Linked DNA regions of Mus musculus: region 2 is linked to region 1. A link is a contact called in public HiCAR-type data. All regions are on one chromosome and are shown on one strand. The core of a region is the stretch at or near the end of the contact, and the rest is flanking DNA. Distances in the headings are between cores, read along the strand shown.

Region 1 (4,624 bases), core at 138-2,637:
ATGCGGGTCCTTTGGCATGCCACCCAGATCCCCTATCCTGGCCACCACCAGTGTGGTATGGTCTCTGTTATAGGCTCTGGGAGTTGCTCTTGACAGAGACATCACCTGGAGCCAGGTCAGGCATCTCAGCACAGCAGAGTCCAATAAATGGGTAATGCTAAGGCCTGCTCAGCTCCAGAAGTAGACACTTGCAAAGGTCTACACAACTCTAGAACATCCTTGAAGACCCTCTGGGCGTGGGGTGGGGTCTCTGTGTGCAGCATAACTGCTCTGCTCTTCTCTCAGTTCGTTTCTGAGAATTATCCCTAGCATGCCTGCTACCCCTACAGAATGCTCCCTGGGGAAGTCCAGCTCTCCAAAAAGGTCTTCAGTCCCCACCACACCTTATGAAATAAGTATGGTGATGTCTAAACCCCAGACACAAAGAAATGGAAAGATGGAGTCTCTAAGGTCTCTCATAATTATACAGCAGAAACATGATTTGAAACTCCATAACTATCTACCCTTAACCTTACCTGCTGCTTCTTAGTAGCAATCTCGAAGGGAGCTCCCGAGGGCCAGCCGGGAAGACAATGGCACCTTTAAGGCAGGATGAGGAGGGGAACTAAGCAGTTGCTTAGCCTCAGGATCACTTACCGGTTACAGAGCTGTTGTTACTGTTGCTTTCCAGCAGGAGCAACATGGTAAATTCAAAGCTGGATTGAGGCACCAAGACTTACCCTATAACTATAGAGCATTAGAGCAATTAAGCACGGTTGCAGAGATTTCTGCTATAATTGTGTTAAGTAAATGTTTCCGCCCATGCCTGCTGATCTTGGCCAAATCGCTAGTTTTCTGATCTTCTGATCCTTCATCTCAAAGTGGAGGTAATGACCGTGGGGGCGAATAGCTCACTTGGCTCCCGTCACCTTCGAAGACCATGGGATGGTACCTGTTCTGACCTGAGAGAGAGTGCAGTATAGTGGTGATGTACTTTTTCTTGGAATGCACCCCATGCGCCTGTCCTCCGTGAACTCTCCACCCCCTACCAAACCTCTCCTGTCACTTTTGAATTGTTTTCCTGCTTTTACTAGAGGTCGGCGTCTCTCTCTCTCTCTCTCTCTCTCTCTCTCTCTCTCTCTCTCTCTCTCTCTCTCTCTCTCTCGGCGTATGTCTGGTCTTCAAGCCTTCCTCTTCTCCTGGCACCCCAAGTCTCCGACCTTGGGGGTGGGGACAGCCCCGTGCGCTTGAGATGAGGCCCTGGGGGCTACCAGTCGTGCCCCACCCCTTCAGACTCCCCTCGCTGCCTCCTCCCTCCCAACGCCCAGCCCCACTCTCTTATTGGTCGGCGACGTTCGTCCCCGCCCCGCCCCACGGGGATAAAAGCCTTAGTAGCCACCGGCCCGGCGCGTGCCGCTCTCCAGACCTCTTCTGCGCAGCCTGGTACTTGCTACTCGCTTTTCCCTCTTCGCCCTCCGGTCCGCCACCATCCTCTCCACGACGTGCTGTCCTGCGTCCGCAACCATGTGCCGCACCCTAGCCACCTTCCCCAACACCTGCCTGGAGAGGTAAGAGGATTTTTTTTTTTTTTTTAGCAGTCCGGACGACCAAGTCCCGAATCCACTAACCCTCAGCCTTGGGAACGCGGGGAAACGGGGACAGCCGGGCAGAACTTGTTGTGCTATAAAGACCCCAAAGTGTTAAGACCTATCAGGGCATAGCCCAAGTGCTGCCTTTGTGGCCTAGAACTTGAAGACTCCAATGAGAGAAGCGCTTAGGGCCTTGGGAATGGTCAAGTGTCCCAGGTTTCTTGGGACTGAACTCTGGGTGGTGGTGTTAGTTGGGAGGCCCTCCTTCCCCAACTTCTCGGTGCTGGCAAACAAACAGAATCCTTACACCTTGATGGTTTTTCTTTCAGAGCCAAAGAGTTCAAGACGCGGCTGGGAATCTTTCTTCATAAATCAGAGCTGAGCTCCGATACTGGGGGTATTAGCAAATTCGAGTGGGCCAGTAAGCATAACAAAGAGAGGTAAGTCCTATTGTCTGTCCAGCCCTGGGGCTTTAGAGGGGAGAAGGCCTGAAAGGGAAAATAGGAGCAGACTAGCTAGGTGCCCGAAACCTCTCTCTGGAGATTTGAGTGAGACTTTACTGCTGTCCTGTGGCTGCGGAGCCCCATTGTGGAGGTGGTAGAGTCCAGGTTTGCCACCCCCAGCAGATGCCCGCGTGCAGGACATGCATCCCTGTTTCTCTGAGGATGTTGTAACACTCGAATACAGGGCTAGGGCAGGGTCTGCATCTGTCTAGAGCACTCTGCCTAGAAGCCACCTTTTATGGAACGCCAGGCGTGATGCTAGGCTTTGGGGTTGTAAGTAAATAGAGAGACTCTCTCAGCCTCCTGCTTCATTGGAGAGGTGTGCAAACCAAAGTTGAGAATCTTGGGACTAGAATCCATTTAGTTACAGAAGAAGGCGGTGTTAGGGATACTGACTGAGGACTAAAGGGTTCCTGGCAACGGTTGCTGGATGCCCAGGTGCCCCTTACATAACCTGTTTCATGGGAGCTTGAGAGGTTAGTTTTGACAACCAATAACTTCAGCCTAGGATGCTTTTGTTTGTTGATTAAAAAATATTCATTTAAAAATCTCTGCTCCCCCCATCTCCCCCCCCCCCCCACAGAAGCTTCTCAGAAGATGTACTGGGATGGAGAGAGTCTTTCGATTTGCTGCTGAACAGTAAAAGTAAGTAGGACCCTGTTGTCTGTCTGTGAAAGGCACGTGTGTGCTCATGTGCTTGGAGATTGTCCCAGCAAGGCTGAAAAAACACGGGGCCAAATAATAGTAGTAGTAATAATAACCCCAGTCCTCCAGTGTGCCAGCCTCTGTTCGGAACACAAAGACAGAGCCTTGTTCAGGAAAATTACATTCTAAAAATAGAGCCATTAACGCCAATTGCTGTCTTTTCGTCTTTTCTTCGCAGCTGTCCCCTAGTCTGACCTGTCTCCTTTCTCCCCTTACCACAGATGGGGTGGCTGCCTTCCATGCCTTCCTAAAGACGGAATTCAGTGAGGAGAACCTGGAGTTCTGGTTGGCCTGCGAGGAGTTCAAGAAGATCCGATCAGCCACCAAACTGGCGTCCAGGGCTCACCACATCTTTGACGAGTACATCCGCAGCGAAGCCCCTAAAGAGGTCAGTGTCCCAGTGCCCCAGCACTCGGCTCCGGCCTTGACTCCTCCAGACCCTGTCTGTTCCTTTCCAACTGAAAACCGAGGTCAATGAGGGAAGAGTTAGCTTTGCAGTGCAGTAGTCTGCACGGTTGGAGAAGGGTAGGGAGTCAGTGGCTGGACACTAAACTTTGCAACACAAAGTGTTATATATAGCACAGGGACGGCAAGAATTTTTTTGGGGGGGAGGGGTTCTTCTCTCCATACCAACATTTGTAAATTCGTTATTAAAAAAACAAAACAAAACAAAAACTCAGCACAAGAAAGTAGAGGAACAAAAGGCTTTGGATAACCTGACTCTGATCTGTGTCCACCCTTTGGGAACTTTTTTTGTTGTTTTTTTGTTTGTTTGTTAGGTTTTTGTTTTTTTGTTTTTTGTTTTTTGTTTCTTTTTGCAATGCCTCTGAAAGGCTATTCACAGTAGCAGTGGCGCCACCTGGTGGACACACCTGAGCAATGCTGTGTGTTTGTATCTTGTTTTCTGGCTGCTTCTGTTTATTTTACATTTACTCTGTAACGATTTAATAAGTATCACTTAACATGCAAGGAAGTTTTATTATCTTAGAGGATGTAGCAGTGAAAAGTGTAGAGTTCTAGTGGAACTCTATTGTAACGGGAGAAGATGTCAGGAACCAATTCAGTATAAGCCAGGGATGTGAACAGAGCACACAGTGAGAATTAGGGAGCCGGTGAAAGAACACACAAGGCCAAGAGTTGTAAGGATCGAGAGAGGGAAGGACATCCTGCCACAGGGAACGGGGACAGGTGAGGTCATACACATGGCTGGTGGCCAGATGCAGCCATTCTAGCTTTTCCTTTGAATGACATGGACAGGAAGCTAGGGTATTTCCAGACGGATTGGGCTCGATTTAGCAGCTGTGAGGACAGACAGACAGTGGGAGTGAGGGGAGGCAGGAGCCGAATTACTACACAGGTCCAGCGCAGAGGTGGTGACTGGAACCAGCAGAGGAGTAGCATTCATAAAAGGCCTCATGTTAGTCTTGAGAGATCAGAGGACCAACCCCTGGGTCTGAAGTGGGAACTGTCCTAGACCCGAAAAGCTGGTGAGTGGGGCTGAAGAGATGGCTCAGTGGTTAAGAGCACTTGCTGTAGAGGACATAGGTCACCCCACACTATACATCCAGAACTCCTATATTTTATCACCAGCATGGCAGCTCACAACCTCCTTTAACTCCATTTCTGGGGATCCTTCAGGCCTCTAGAGGCTCCTATGTACATGCGGTGCACACACTTATGCAGGCACATATACATACAGATCACATATACTCATATACACATATATACATGCATATGTATATATGTATATGAAAGGAGTCACTTTATTTACTGTCTGGTACTCTTTCAGTGACATCACTTGCTCACCAAACTCCCCCCCCCTCCGCCCTGCCCTGCCCGGCCACCCCA
Region 2 (4,660 bases), core at 564-3,063, 2.3 Mb after region 1:
AACTGTCTCCTTACATCCAAAAGAGCATGCACATCTCTAGCATAAAGTTTCCCAAATGAACAGATCTTCAAGTGTGTCAGGACTTTAAGGGCAAGTAGGTAAATCTGCAAGCCAGTTTACTGTGCTCTAAGCTTTAAATCCACTCCTGTTCAGATGCATCAAATGTATTAGGGAGGCCATCCCACTGTGACTCTAACCCTCAGAATTTTACCTCATAATTAGGTGACTGACATGGGGCTTACTGGAACCACCTGTGACTCAGTTATATCCGAGTGCAGGGAATAAGAGGATGGCTTGAAGAATTTGGTTCATCTGTGTGACTTAACTAAAACTATAGTACACACCCTGTTGGCATCTGGGGCTTCATATATAAGCTTTACTAATAAATAGAACCTTGTTTTGTTTCAGTAGTTTGTCAGTCTTGACTTGTTTAGCTACTTAAGATTACCGTGATGGCCTCCAATCTGGGGGGAAAGTCTGGCAGAGACCAGACTCTGTATTTGGAGTAATGTCACCAACCCATTCATTAAAGTCAGCTACTCCTCGTAGCATCCGCCTAGAAATGATCTCGTTTTCCCAATCTTGGTGAAAAAAAAAAAAAACGAAAGAAACCGACTGGAAAGTTAACTTAAAAACAGGATTTTCAGCTGGGGACTTGGGGCCCCCGAGATTTAAAAAAAAAAAAAAAAAAAAAAAAAAGGAAATGGAAGTGGCTTCAGTAGAAACTTCAGAGGACGGAAATGAAACCGAGCGCAGAGTAGTTTGGGGCTCCGACAATGGCTTAGCCGCCGACCTCTAGCAAAAGCCTACAGAAAGAGGAGACCTAGACCCCCCAAACTGAAGCTCCAGGACTAGGCAGAGCTGCCCGCCTCCGCTCGGGTCACTTCGCACCACCACCTTCCCGCGCGGCCCACTGCGTCCTTCCCTCTTGAGGGTCCGGGTGGACTCAATCCGGGAGTGCGCGCCCAAAGGGCCGCAGAAATCACCAGGACCCAGGCGGGGCCGGAGCGGGGCCGGCCTCCACGGGGGCGCGCCTGCCGCCGCGTGCCCGCCGCCGCGCGCGCTCCCGAGCCCGCAGCCGAGACTGTTACCTTCGCGGTCCTCACTGGAGGACGGAGAGTCCCGTAACCCTCGGCCGCTCGTGGCCGGAGACAGCTGCGGCTGCTGTGAGTGCTGCTCAAGGCGAGCAGACCTCCGCGTCTTCATCTCCTCGGCTTCCTGGGCTCGCCGCTGCCTCCGTGGTCGAGAGCGAAGGTTGTAAGCGCTTTCTCTCACTTCCTCTCCCGCAGAAGCCGGCCGGAACTTTTCTGGCGGGGTTCGTCTCCCCCCCGGAGACCTTTCTTTGGCCGCCCGGGGCTCGAAGTCGCCGTACACTTCTGCCGGCTCCTCTGAAAACCTCACTTCCCGTCGTCCGCGGCGCGACGGGTGAGCTCCGTACGCAGGCGCGTCACTGCTGTCGCCATTTCGCGGGTCGAGCCTCCGCCTTCCCTCCCGGATGGGGGCTCTGGGTGTGACGTAGATGGCCCAACCTTCTCCGGGCCCCTCGGCCTGCCACCTTTCTCCCGCCATAGTTGTTTACGTAGCTGGTAGTCGGTTCGTGGCGATAGATTGGCCGCAGATAGATTCCGCTGCGGGTAGTGGCGATGGCTTCGGGGAGGTTGTCGCAGTGGTCAGGGAGGCAGTTGAGAGTCGCCGGGGCCGCCGCCTGCGTCCTCGCTCGTGTGCCACCAACCAGCCTCCAGGCCCATGGTGTGTCCTGAGGGCTGTCGGAGAGGCAGTGCCCGAGCTGGGTCAGCTGCTGCGGGTCACTCCCGCCTCCTGGCTGAAGGCACCAAAGAGGAGGAGAAGGGGGAGGAGGACGTCTCTGTCCTTGGCCTTGGAGGGAAAGGTGGGGGCGACCAGGAGGTGGTAGGACAAGTGGCCTGTGCCAAGCTGCTGATGGCCAGTTGCCCACCACCGGGGGCGCTGGTCCTGGCTCCCAGAGGCTTTGGGAAAGGGCAAGTTTCAGTCCTTGATCCCAAGCTGTTGCGCAGTTCCCCTGCTACTTTGGCCACTCCTTTTCAAATGTCCCTGGGAGGAGAAATGATCAGAAAGGCAATTCTGCATGTCATCTTATGGCGAAAATTATAGTTTCATGGACCTTTATGAAATTGCTTTTACCCAGTTTAAAATTTTTATTCACCTGTTGACCCTTTAAAATTGTGTTTAGTTACACTCTTGGGGTGTGTTTCCATTTTTGAGTCGTAGCCATATCAACCATATTCTTGAATTTTCACGTGAATGGTATACCAATAAGCTATACCCTAGCCCTAAAAAAAAAAAAAATCGATTTTGAGTTTTTATTTGGAAGCCACATAACAGTGATTTTGAAAAAAAACTTAAAAGTATTTGCCTTTTTCCAGTATTTTAAATAATGACCTTAAGTTGTTACTCAAACTTAGACAAATTCCCAGTTACTAGAATTTTCACAAATAGTCTATAAATTTGGTCAGCAACACAGATGACTCAAGAGTCATGTTTGGAGCTTCATTTAGCATTGTTTATTAACTACAAAGAAGGGGAGCCATAAGGAGACAGCTGCCCTTTTTTTAAAGATGTGTGTGTGTGTGTGTGTGTGTGTGTAAGTGAGTGAAAGGAGGGAGGGAGGGTGATCTCTGCCTGTCCTGGAACTGTAGACTAGACTGGCCTCAGCCTCACAGAGATCAACCTGCCGCTGCTCCCCAAACGCTAGGATTAAGGGTGTGGGCCACCACACTTGGTAGCACTTTTTTAGAAAACAAAACTTAAGGAAAAACGAAAGTGATACTCATTCGTGGTAGCCTGAAAACTGGGTGTGGCTTTTTTTTTTCTACAAAACGCTGAGAAGTACTGATAACTTGGTAATGTTTGGCTTGTGTCTTTTCCAGTAATGCTTTGTTTGTAAAGTGCCTATTTACACAGTCAACAATCACAAAAATTCTTTAATAGATGTACAGCAGTGAAAGGATATAAATTTTTGTAGTGTTTATATTCTAAGCTCATAAGGCAGTGTGTGCAACAGATGACTAAAGACACCTGGGTGCTGGCTTGTTAAACTCTGGTTTGAAGGATACATGAAAAAGAAAGTGAAGAGGTTCTATACATAATTGGTCAATCAGAGAAAATGAGAGGTTACAAAGATTATTGGATAATTGGCATGTGCTTTGTTTTGTAATTAAAAGTACTTATAAAGTAGTTTTATGAGTGGCTTTTTCAAAGAAAAAATAAGGATGTTAAAGTTTAGAGGCAGTTAACTTCGCATTTAACATAGATTTGCTTAGGATTTTTCCCTCTTGCCTAGGTCATAGGTATGTGTCATCTTTAGAAGCTGTCACCCACACCTAACAACTTTGCAAAAAACAAACTTGGATTACTATGAGTTAAAGCCAAATTCTTGTCAAACCAGATATTCTGCTGTAGGTGTTTTCCAACCTCTTTTGAGCCAGCCTTGAATATATTCTAAAAGATTATTATAGACAGTAGATTCATTTCCAGTATTATAAGAGATCTTTCTGGGCCATGAGTGTGACGATCTGAGCTTTGAACTTAAAACAGTTTCTTTGGGAACTAGAAAAATGTGGAAGAATGAAGAGTTTTACTTAGAGAATTTGCCATATGTTAGAGAAGACAGATGCACAAAAATAAACTGGTATTAACTGGTATGTGTATCTGACAAAATTATTTCTAGAAATCCTGTGTTCTTTATATTGGCTCTCTAAATTAAGCAACTTTTACATTAAAAAGAAAATTGTGTATAGGTGTTTTGCCTGCATGTATGCCTGTATACCAAGTATGCCTAGTGCCAATGGAGGCCAGAGGAGGGCATTTGACCCTGGAATTGGAGTTACACAGTTGTTAGCCACCATGTGAGTGCTGAGAATCAAACCTCCATCCTCTGTAAGAACAGTCAGTACTCTTCAGCAATTTTAAATGAAAGTATTTTATTGGGGAGGGCTTTTCAAAACAGGGACTAATGTAGCCCAGACCGGCCTAGAACTCACTATATAACTGAGGCTAGCCTAGACCTCCTGATTCTCTTGCTCTAACCTCCCAAGTGCTAGGATTACAGATATATGTCACTGTCACCATGCCTGGCAAAACACTTAAAAATATTTCTTAATTATTGAAAGATCGAGGAGGGTGGATTACCTAAGTCTCTCTCTCTCTTTTTTTTTTTTTTTTTTTTTTTTTTTTGGCTTTTCGAGACAGGGTTTCTCTGTATAGCCCTGGCTGTCCTGGAACTCACTTTGTAGACCAGGCTGGCCTCGAACTCAGAAATCCGCCTGCCTCTGCCTCCCGAGTGCTGGGATTAAAGGCGTGCACCACCAAGCCTGGCTGCCTAAGTCTTAAGAGTACTTACTGTCCTTGCTGTTCCCAGCACCCACATGGCGCCTCAATAGCTTGTAGCCCAGCTGTAGGTGACCTGATGCCCTCCACTGGCCTCCGTAAACACCAAGAGCATGGTTCACATTAACTCCCATAGCTGCACTATACACATATAAGTAAAATATTGGTTTATTATGCATAATCACTTTTTTAAAAATCTTTTGGTTTTTGGAAATAGGGTTCCTCTGTGTAGCTCTGGCTCTGTAAACCAGACTAGCCTCAAACAGAGATCTGCCTCTGCCTCCTGAGTGCTGGG

The links. HiCAR-type assays count read pairs that join an accessible place to other places.
Region 2: a HiCAR-type map of astrocytes shows a contact between it and region 1, with 4 times the contacts expected there. The contact joins the promoter of Tor1aip1 here to the promoter of Rgs16 in region 1. A contact is called at or near these places in 2 of 39 promoter capture datasets (neutrophils and pre-B cells), 2 of 115 datasets of contacts at active chromatin or transcription factors (astrocytes and thymic regulatory T cells) and 1 of 9 other capture datasets (liver).

The regions. Positions count from the first base shown.
Region 1 is chr1:153,738,966-153,743,589 of GRCm38.p6, forward strand. Rgs16 (regulator of G-protein signaling 16) reads left to right here and starts at 1,388. Exons shown (of 5, transcript NM_011267.3): 1 at 1,388-1,547; 2 at 1,898-2,008; 3 at 2,655-2,716; 4 at 2,998-3,164. The coding sequence starts at 1,504.
Region 2 is chr1:156,034,667-156,039,326 of GRCm38.p6, forward strand. It overlaps Tor1aip1 (torsin A interacting protein 1), which reads right to left and starts at 1,814. Exons shown (of 10, transcript NM_001160018.1): 1 at 1,092-1,814. The coding sequence starts at 1,569. Tor1aip2 (torsin A interacting protein 2) reads left to right here and starts at 998. Exons shown (of 7, transcript NM_172843.4): 1 at 998-1,442.